Linked DNA regions of Zea mays: region 1 is linked to region 2. The links are chromatin contacts, called in public Hi-C maps. All regions are on one chromosome and are shown on one strand. Each heading gives the region's core, a stretch centred on a gene start, on an enhancer-like site or on the middle of the called end of the contact. The rest is flanking DNA. Distances are from core to core; before and after follow the strand shown. Region 1 holds the start of LOC100284289 (serine/threonine-protein kinase WNK4). Region 2 holds the start of LOC100283159.

Region 1 (4,640 bases), core at 510-3,009, 150 kb before region 2:
AACAATTTTAGGGCTAGGTTCCTTACACAAATTTGTACTACTATAGTAGCTCTACATCTTTGTTATGGTGACTCATAACAAACTCCTCATAGATCAAGAGATACAGAGGCTTAAAGTTGGCTTGTTGACACTGTTTTCAGAGTTTAAAAAAAACAAGGATGCTCATGGATCTTTTTTGCAATTTACTCCAAGTTTCACCACAAAATATGGAAATCCCCAAACATGAAAGTTGCTTAACTTTTGTTACCCTATCATCTTGATTTATACACTTTTGACTAAAAGTGCATAGAACCTGAAATCACCCTATAGGGCACTATTTAGGGTTCCAGATTAGGGTTTTGAGTGTTCTAGGATACATGTAGCACTTAAGCTCTCCAAGATAATATTTCTTGAGCATTTCTACCAACTTGTCAAGATCATCCTTTAGTACTCATCTTACAAGGCCACATGTTTCTAATTCTTAACGAGAGATATTCTAACCTAGGGTCAAGAATCCCTTTTACCAAGTCAGATCATCACACAAGCATCACATCACATGTTGGTTTTGAAATAGCCTAGTGGATGCATCCTAGGTGTATCATACATAATGTAATACTAATGCATATGATGTCATGCCAAAGTTTTAGTTCTCGTAACACCAGGGGTGTTACAGCTACGGTCTATGATCAATTCCCAGATCGTGAGTTGTTTGGCATGACATGTGTTTGACTCGTGCCTTGTGTCGAGTCGGGTCGACATGTGTCTGCCTAAACGCGTTAAATTTTTTGGTTAGATCGAGTTTTTTGATTTTGGGTCAGATTTTAGATAAAAATTATGGCCTATATTCGACTTATAGATTATTGTGGATCAAAAAATATGGCCCGCGTACACCGTATTGGTGGGATTAGGGCTGGAAAAAAGCTCGAGGCTGGCGAGCCAACTCGAGCTTGGGCCGACTTGGCTCAGTTTGGCTTGAGGCGGCTCGCGAGCCTCAAGCGAGACGATGCAGGTTTTCAAGCTCGTTAGTCCAGTGAGCCAAGACGAGTTGGCTCGCGAACTATGCCAAATTAATCAACGTATTGAATATTAAAAAAATTAGAGATATCTAACTCATTCATTAGCCTTTGATGATGAAAATATAACAATTTATAATCTAGATTATTCATAATAATGAATGATAATTATATTTTTCACATTTATATACTATTAAGTCACTATATATGTAATACTCCCTCCGTCCAAAATATAATTCTTTCTAGTTCATTTTTTTCTGTCCATATTCAATCAAATAAGAATAAATATAGACACACATGTAACCTACATTTATATGTTATTTAACGAATATATGATTAGTTTAAACGAATTATATTTTAAGATAAATAGAGTATTATTTATCAAAGTATAGCTCATGAGCCGAACTTCGTTCTAAAGGTCATTGAATAGACGAGCCAAATTTATTAAGGGTCTGTTTGTTTCGCATGGAATGAAGGTGGAATAAATCTGACTTGGATTTCTTTAATAACTACTATAAGTTTTGGAGATTTGGAATTAATCCTTCCAACAGAAACGAACAGGCCCTAAGTCACCTAGCCACGCCGACTCGAGCCAAGACCAACTCGTTTCCAGCCCTCGTGCGATTCGATAGCCCATCCTCAGGTGTAATTCTCGCCATGTCTCCGGGCCCACATGCAGCCTCACGTGATCCCGTTCCTAAGTTCTAACTACCCGCGGCGCTGTGCCCGTGGAACTTGGAACGAGTATTTACTGTATTTTGAGTCACAACTCACAAGGGTAGTTCAAAGTCCGGAACTCCAGACTCGCGTTCGCACGCCGCCTTTCGCGCTGCGTTAGCGCCTTAGCCTGCTAGGGCTCGTCGATTCATCGCCGGCTCGACTTCTGATCTCGCGGGCAGAGCAGCGCGCCGGCGCGATGGCTTCGGATCCGGATGTGTCCGGCGGCGAGCAGGCGGAGCCGCCCGACGATGTGGACGACCCCGACGTCGACGAGGTCGACCCCACTGGCCGCTACTTCAGGGTATGTGCTGCGCCGCCCAACCGCCGTCCCTTCGCTTCTGCTGCTAATGCCGCCATGTTGATAAGTCTCGTCGGGTTGCCGGGTGGGTTGGCGCTGGGGGCTTTCAGTTTCCTGAATGTTGAATCTTGATTGTATTCTGAGCTTCTGCGTTTATTCGTCTGATTCTGAAAACTATAGATCTTTCCCTGATCTCAGCGGTTTCGTGCGTGCATTGCAGTACAAGGAGGTCGTGGGATCAGGGGCCTTCAAGACAGTGTACCTCCCTTCCCTCTCCTCAGCAGTTTATGCAGTAATTAGTATTACTAGTTTCCTGGATTTCAGGCTGAGTTTTCGAGAAATCATAAAGATTCAACCTTGAATACCAGATTATTTTTGTTTTTTTAAAAATATGACGTGAAAACTTCTTGCTTGTGTTTGTTGATTCACGTGATCGATTTGGTTGGCAGCTACAAAGGTTTCGACGTGGTCGAAGGCATCGAGGTGGCATGGGCTAAAGTGGAGATAACCGGCCGGACCATGGGATCCCCCAAGGAGCTCCAGCGGCTCAAGACGGAGATCCAGCTGCTGCGGTCGCTCCATCACAAGCACATTCTCAAGCTCTACGCCTCATGGGTCGACAACAAGAAGAGGGCGGTCAATATAATCACTGAGCTTTTCACGTCCGGCAACTTGAGAGAGTATGTAAATATAACATAACCCCTCCCTATATGTGCTGCTACGATGGAGTGTGATTGTTTTTATTATTTGTGCCTAGTACCTTATTTTGTGGCAAGGTAAATGTTCAGTTATTTACTAATGGCAAACAAAATCTGAACAACTCTTTCTTTTTTCAAATTTAAAATCTAATGGTAGTTTTAGTTTTCACTTCTCAGGGGACAAAAATAAATACAAAGTTGGTTCTTTTTTCCTTTCCATTCAGAAGGACAGCAGCTGTACAGAAGTAGCTAGCTTCACCATCCCCTTTCATGATCTATGTTATGGTGTGGTTAGGTACCGTACGAAGCACAAGAAAGTTGACATGAAGGCAATGAGGCGATGGGCCAAACAAATACTGACAGGGCTAGCCTATCTGCATAGTCAGAAGCCACCAATCATACACAGGGACTTGAAGTGTGACAACATTTTCATCAATGGGAACCATGGGAAAGTTAAGATTGGAGACTTCGGTTTGGCAATGGTGATGCAGCAGAGGAAAACACAGAGTATACAAGGTACGGTTTTCTACAGGCTACGCTGCCACATATTTCTGAAGCATAGGAGATCTGTGGTGAGCTTGATATGGTTATCGGTAACATGTAACCTGAAACACAGGCACCTTAGAGTTCATGGCACCAGAGCTGTTTGGTGAAAACTACAACGAGTTGGTGGATATATACTCTTTCGGCATGTGCATGCTTGAGATGGTGACTGGTGAGTGCCCTTACAGTGAATGTCAGGGCTTTGTTCAGATATACAAGAAGATATCTGAAGTAAGTGACCTGTCACCTAGATAGTACTTGTCTACTTCAAGAGTTCGCTAAAAAATAACCAGATTGTTCCTTTTTGTTTTATATGAATGGTGCAATAATGGTATAACTGCAGGGTGTAAAACCAGTTGCTCTCTCCAAGGTCAAAGATGCAGAAGTAAGGAGTTTCATAGAGAGCTGCCTAGCTTCAGCTGCTGATAGATTGCCAGCAAGTGAGCTCTTGAAGAGCCCTTTTCTCATGATAGATGACATCATCATCAATGATAAAACCTCTAATCCTGTGCAAGAACCTATAGCATTCCCGCCAAATTTGGATCTGGATCTTGAAGCCACACCAATTTTTATATCTTTGCTACCAAATGGAACCGTTGATAATGGGAAGGGATCTTTCAGCCTAGTGCTTCGAAGGGGTGGATTCGTACTAGAAGGAGATATGAGTGGTAGCAACCCTGTTAATTTATTACTAAGGATTCCTGTCCCCAATGGTAACTGCAAGCATCAAAATATCATCTTTGGTTTGTACAAATCTCGATTTGTACCATTCACTGATGCTGCGTTTTTATTCTTTTGGTCTTGTACAGGTAAATGTAAGAACATTGAGTTCGCGTTTGACCTGGAGAATGATACAAGTCTTTTGGTGGCTACAGAGATGGTGCAAGAGCTTGAACTACCTTCTTGGAGCATGCCTATTGTGGCAAAGCTGGTAGATGCGTTCCTGCTCAAAACTGTTCGTGGTTGGAGGCCGTGTGTTCAGGTCGGTCAGATGATTCAGGCAGTGCAAAACACTGCATCCGTGAATGGAAAAAGCATCTGAATCAATGTTTGTAGCTGATGCATTATTCTGCACCTTATGTAAATATATCATGCCCGAATGCAACGCCAGGCCTTGCTGACTAAGCACATCTTCTTTTATCTGATGCTGGTTAAAGTTTGGGCATGATTCCTAATTAGAATAGTGGTATGTTTCGTATTTTTTTTGGTTCGTATTGTTAGAAAGAGGTTCAGAGATAAGAGAAATTAAGAATGCTGTAACAGCCATCCTTGCTTTTTTTCAGTTTTTTTTAAAAGCCTTACCATGTGTCTATTTGGTACTGCTCAACTTCATGATTTGCAGCTTAGCTTTACAAGAAGTCTGTTGTTCACTTGTTACCAAATGCTATG
Region 2 (4,269 bases), core at 762-3,261:
ATTCATCTTGGGTCATGTTGTTTGCTCATCTACAAGTTTTTAACATTCTAGTACAAAAATGTTAGTAGCTCTCCACGACTCGTCTCCTCCACAAAAAACCTCTGACTATAGAGACCAAGACAGATTTTCCTTTGAATCTCCATCAGTTCACTGCACATAGGAAAAGAAACATACTTCACATAAGAATTTTTCAAAATATGTATGTAATATTGTTGTATAAAAAAGCATTATTAAACTTTGCAGGGGAGCTTCCACACGATTCCGATTGTAGATTGGATCCAACAACTTAAGTCAATTAAAAAGAACAATGTTTGAACTAAAAACTCGAGTCAAATCAATGTAACATTATGGTGGTTACTTGACCCCGATGCATGACAACTAACACAGTCGCCGGAGAGGAGTGACACAATTGGTGGCTCGGGGGTAGGTGTGCGTGGCCGATGTCAGACGGCCGAGTTCGACGCTGGGTGTGGATCCGCATTAAGACAAACAACATGTGGTGCAGCAAGAACCAGAAGAAAAGCATTCCATTTGACATTTTAGTTTCACTGACTAGGCGATTGAAAATGTATGGGATTAAAAGATAATAATAAATGAGATATTTCACTAAATATTTTGTAAGGCACAATATGTACGACATATTGATCTAAAATGAAAGAAGCATTTCACTAAATAACGTGTACAACATATATCCAAAATACAGGTATACGTTATGGACAAATATTATACGAGAATCATAAATACAAACTTGCACAATAATCTAGATCATCAAAATCACTGGCAAATATGGGCTTTACCCTATTGCATAGGTCATGAAAACAACCGACTTTAGAAACCCCACCACATACATATAGACCAACCAGGTCGCATGATCAGGCCAACCTTATTGACGTCCTTCTTACAACTAATTAACAAGTAGAGTGGCTAAGTAACCTTACCACAATCCAAAGTCGTTAGTAATCTTACCAGCAACCCTTTGACGAAGGCGACTGCATAGAGTCCTTGGACGAAGGTGGCTAGTTGCTTGGAGTCCTAGGGTGAAGGCAAGGAAGATCACTATGGGCTATAGAGTGGCGGTGACGCTATGGAGAGGTGAAGCAGGAGGTTCTTTGAAGGCGTGTACACATATAGTGGCATATATAGGGTACATATTAGTATCGGTTCATTCTCCACACTTGTACTAAAACTCAGCTTTTAGTATCGATTTGTGGTTTAAACTAGTATTAAAGGTATTAGTATCTGTTAGTGGATTCAATCGACACTAAAGCCTTAACATTAGTACCGGGTGTAGCCGCCAACAACAGGAGATTTTTGTGTTAAAACCAAAAGAAGAAACCGTTAACATGATTTCCTCCCATTATTTTTTTACCGGTCTCTACGAAACCCGGTACTAAAATTAAGGGATGGAAGCTCTCTTTTTTAGGCTACGTTTCTCATAAAGCTCTCTTTGGCGGGGCGTCTCGCAGCTATTATTTATATTATTATAAATGGATCTAAAGACATCTTTAAATTAGAGCCACATCTTTGAAAAATGTATTTCCAGAAGCTACTAATTTCATTGGAGCCGCTGGTGAGCTCTATAAATGCTGTTGTCAGTTAAGCAAAAAAAAAAAACATGTCCCTGCCCTCTACAGATCTTTTCTATACTAGTGCAAAATTATAATTGGACAGACTAGGGACTAGAAATGAAAACGGGATTCATGGGGGCGGGAAAGAAAATGACTTCACATGCTGAAGTAAGAAACACCTGCTGAGTGTGACATCTTAATCTGATTTTCATGGTATTATTAGCTAGGTGCTGAGATGACACGGATGGGTCACCAGTCGCCATATCTTTCTTGCTCGCCAGCTATGGAAAAGCGCAAAGCGACAGACGCCTTGTCTCAATTCATCAAGTGGTAGATGTTCTGCACTTTTTTGAATACAGAGATGAAGGGAAAAGTACAGTTCTACGGCTGCTGTCAAAACATGAGCCTATATATAGAGATGTAGCTAGCCTACATGCTATATATTCAACGTAGGGTACATTATATAATAATAAGCTAATAGCAGCGCCACGCACCGACACCAATACGCCATGGGTTCCATCATGGAGCAACGCTGCAACAACGATCAGCAGGCGCTGCTCGACGCTCAGCTCGAGCTCTGGCACAGCACGTTCGCGTTCATCAAGTCCATGGCGTTCAAGTCGGCGCTGGAGCTCGGCATCGCCGACGCCATCCACTGCCACGGCGGCACCGCCACGCTCACCCAGATAGCCACCAAGGCCGCGCTCCACCCGTCCAAGACACCGTGCCTGCGCAGGCTCATGCGCGCGCTCACAGTCGCCGGCATCTTCAGCGTCGCCAAGAACTCGTCCGACGATGACGGCGATCAGCACGTCTACGGCCTCACTCCGGCCTCCCGACTTCTTGTCGGCTCGTCACAGAACTTGGCTCCAACACTGAGCCTCATCCTTAACAACGTCTTCGTGGCCCCGTTCCTTGACCTCGGCACGTGGTTCGAGAGCGCGCTGCCGGCCACAGACCTGCCGCTCTTCGAGCTGTCCCACCGGAAGAACGTGTGGGACGTCGTCGGCCACGACCCGTCCGTGAGCCAGCTCTTCAACGCCGGGATGGTCGCGGATACCCGCTTCCTCATGGACATCGCCGTCAGGGAGTGCGGCGACGTGTTTCAGGGGATACGCTCCCTGGTCGACGTTGGCGGCGGCCATGGCGCGGCGGCGCAGGCCATCTCTGCGGCGTTCCCTGCCATACAGTGCACCGTGCTGGACCTTGCACACGTGGTCGCAACCGCTCCCGCTTGCGCTGGGCTCAGCTTCGTTGCTGGCGACATGTTTGAGGCCATTCCGCCAGCGAATGCTGTCTTCCTCAAGGTATATATATATGTCTTCTACTTGTTTGATATGGACATGCATTTCTGTTTTTTAGCCCAAGAGTTGACACTAACCAGGAGTTAACACTGCCTTCTGATTTCTTATTCCAGTGGATCATGCACGACTGGGGTGACACTGAGTGTGTCACGATACTAAAGAACTGCAAGAAAGCTATACCTCCACGAGATGCAGGCGGCAAGGTGATAATAGTAGATACCGTGGTTGGTGCAGGGCCTCCAAACCTTAAGAACAAAGAGACACAGGTCATGTCTGATCTCTTCTTTATGATCGTCAACGGCCTTGAGAGAGATGAGCAGGAATGGAGGAACGTCATCTTTGAAGCTGGTTTCAGTGACTACATAATCATACCAGTTTTAGGTGTTCGATCAATCATCGAGCTATACCCCTGAAATATAATCCAGCTTCCTCAGCCGGCGGCCAGCTCATCACCTACATGTTGAATGCTTTGGCGTGTGGATCTGTGTGTGTGTTTTTTCCTTTAAGAACAGTGTGCATGTGTGTTTAATAAATTGGTATATATAGTTATATACTCACTAAAAGGATGGTTTATGTATGCATGTATGCAAGTGTTCCAACCATTATTATGTCTCCAAAGTGAAGAAGTTGCGTTTTTCAATTTTAAGGAATGAACTCCAGGATTTTCAGAACCATGTATTCAGCTTACTTTCCAGAATTGGTGAGAAATACACATGGACATGGGGATCAACTTTCTATAATTCACCTTTTTAGGGGAGGACAGGAGGGGCCTTAGAGCATCTACAACGGTACCTTAAATCAAAGCTCCATCTTAAAATATAGAGCTCAACTCTAAAATAGTCTCAACAGTGCCCTATTTTACAAATTTTTAAAAAATCTATAGAAAAATGCCATGAAGTGACTTAAATATAATACACTCCATATTAGTGTCATATCCTTGTTTTCTACATCATCCTCAACCTTTATTTCGGTGCAGGCAATCGAGCAAGCTGGATTCCTCCTGTGGGGTTAGGCCTTCCCCGATTAGCATAGAATGATTGGGTAGGGCCATGTCGAGGGGCAATTTCGTGGCCCCTTTGTCACTTTGGATCGAATTTGAAAGGATCACGATGCCCAAGAGGGGGGTGAATTGGGCTTCTCTAAAAATCAACACTAATTAAAACCTAAACAAGTGCTAAGCAAGAGCCCAACTTCACCCCAACAACTAGCACTAAGAATATAATACTAGAAATGCAACAATGCTAAGACAATACTTCAAATACTTGCTAAACAAATACACAATGTAAAGTGCTTGAATTAAATGCGGAATGTAAAGCAAGGTTTAGAAGACTCCTCCAATTTTTTCCGAGGTATCGAAGAGTCGGCACTCTCCACTAGACCTCGTTGGAGCACCCGCG

The links. A called contact is a pair of places that touch in the nucleus more often than the background predicts.
Region 1: a contact with region 2 is called in a Hi-C map of leaf, with 4 times the contacts expected there. The contact joins the promoter of LOC100284289 here to the promoter of LOC100283159 in region 2. A contact is called at or near these places in 3 of 25 Hi-C or Micro-C datasets (ear, leaf and tassel).

Annotation. Positions count from the first base shown.
Region 1 is chr4:220,021,041-220,025,680 of Zm-B73-REFERENCE-NAM-5.0, reverse strand. It overlaps LOC100284289 (serine/threonine-protein kinase WNK4), which reads left to right and starts at 1,759. Exons shown (of 7, transcript NM_001398974.1): 1 at 1,759-2,013; 2 at 2,231-2,268; 3 at 2,460-2,690; 4 at 3,004-3,224; 5 at 3,325-3,482; 6 at 3,595-3,964; 7 at 4,061-4,517. The coding sequence starts at 1,909. The coding sequence ends at 4,293.
Region 2 is chr4:219,874,675-219,878,943 of Zm-B73-REFERENCE-NAM-5.0, reverse strand. It overlaps LOC100283159, which reads left to right and starts at 2,011. Exons shown (of 2, transcript NM_001156061.2): 1 at 2,011-2,875; 2 at 2,986-3,548. The coding sequence starts at 2,078. The coding sequence ends at 3,285.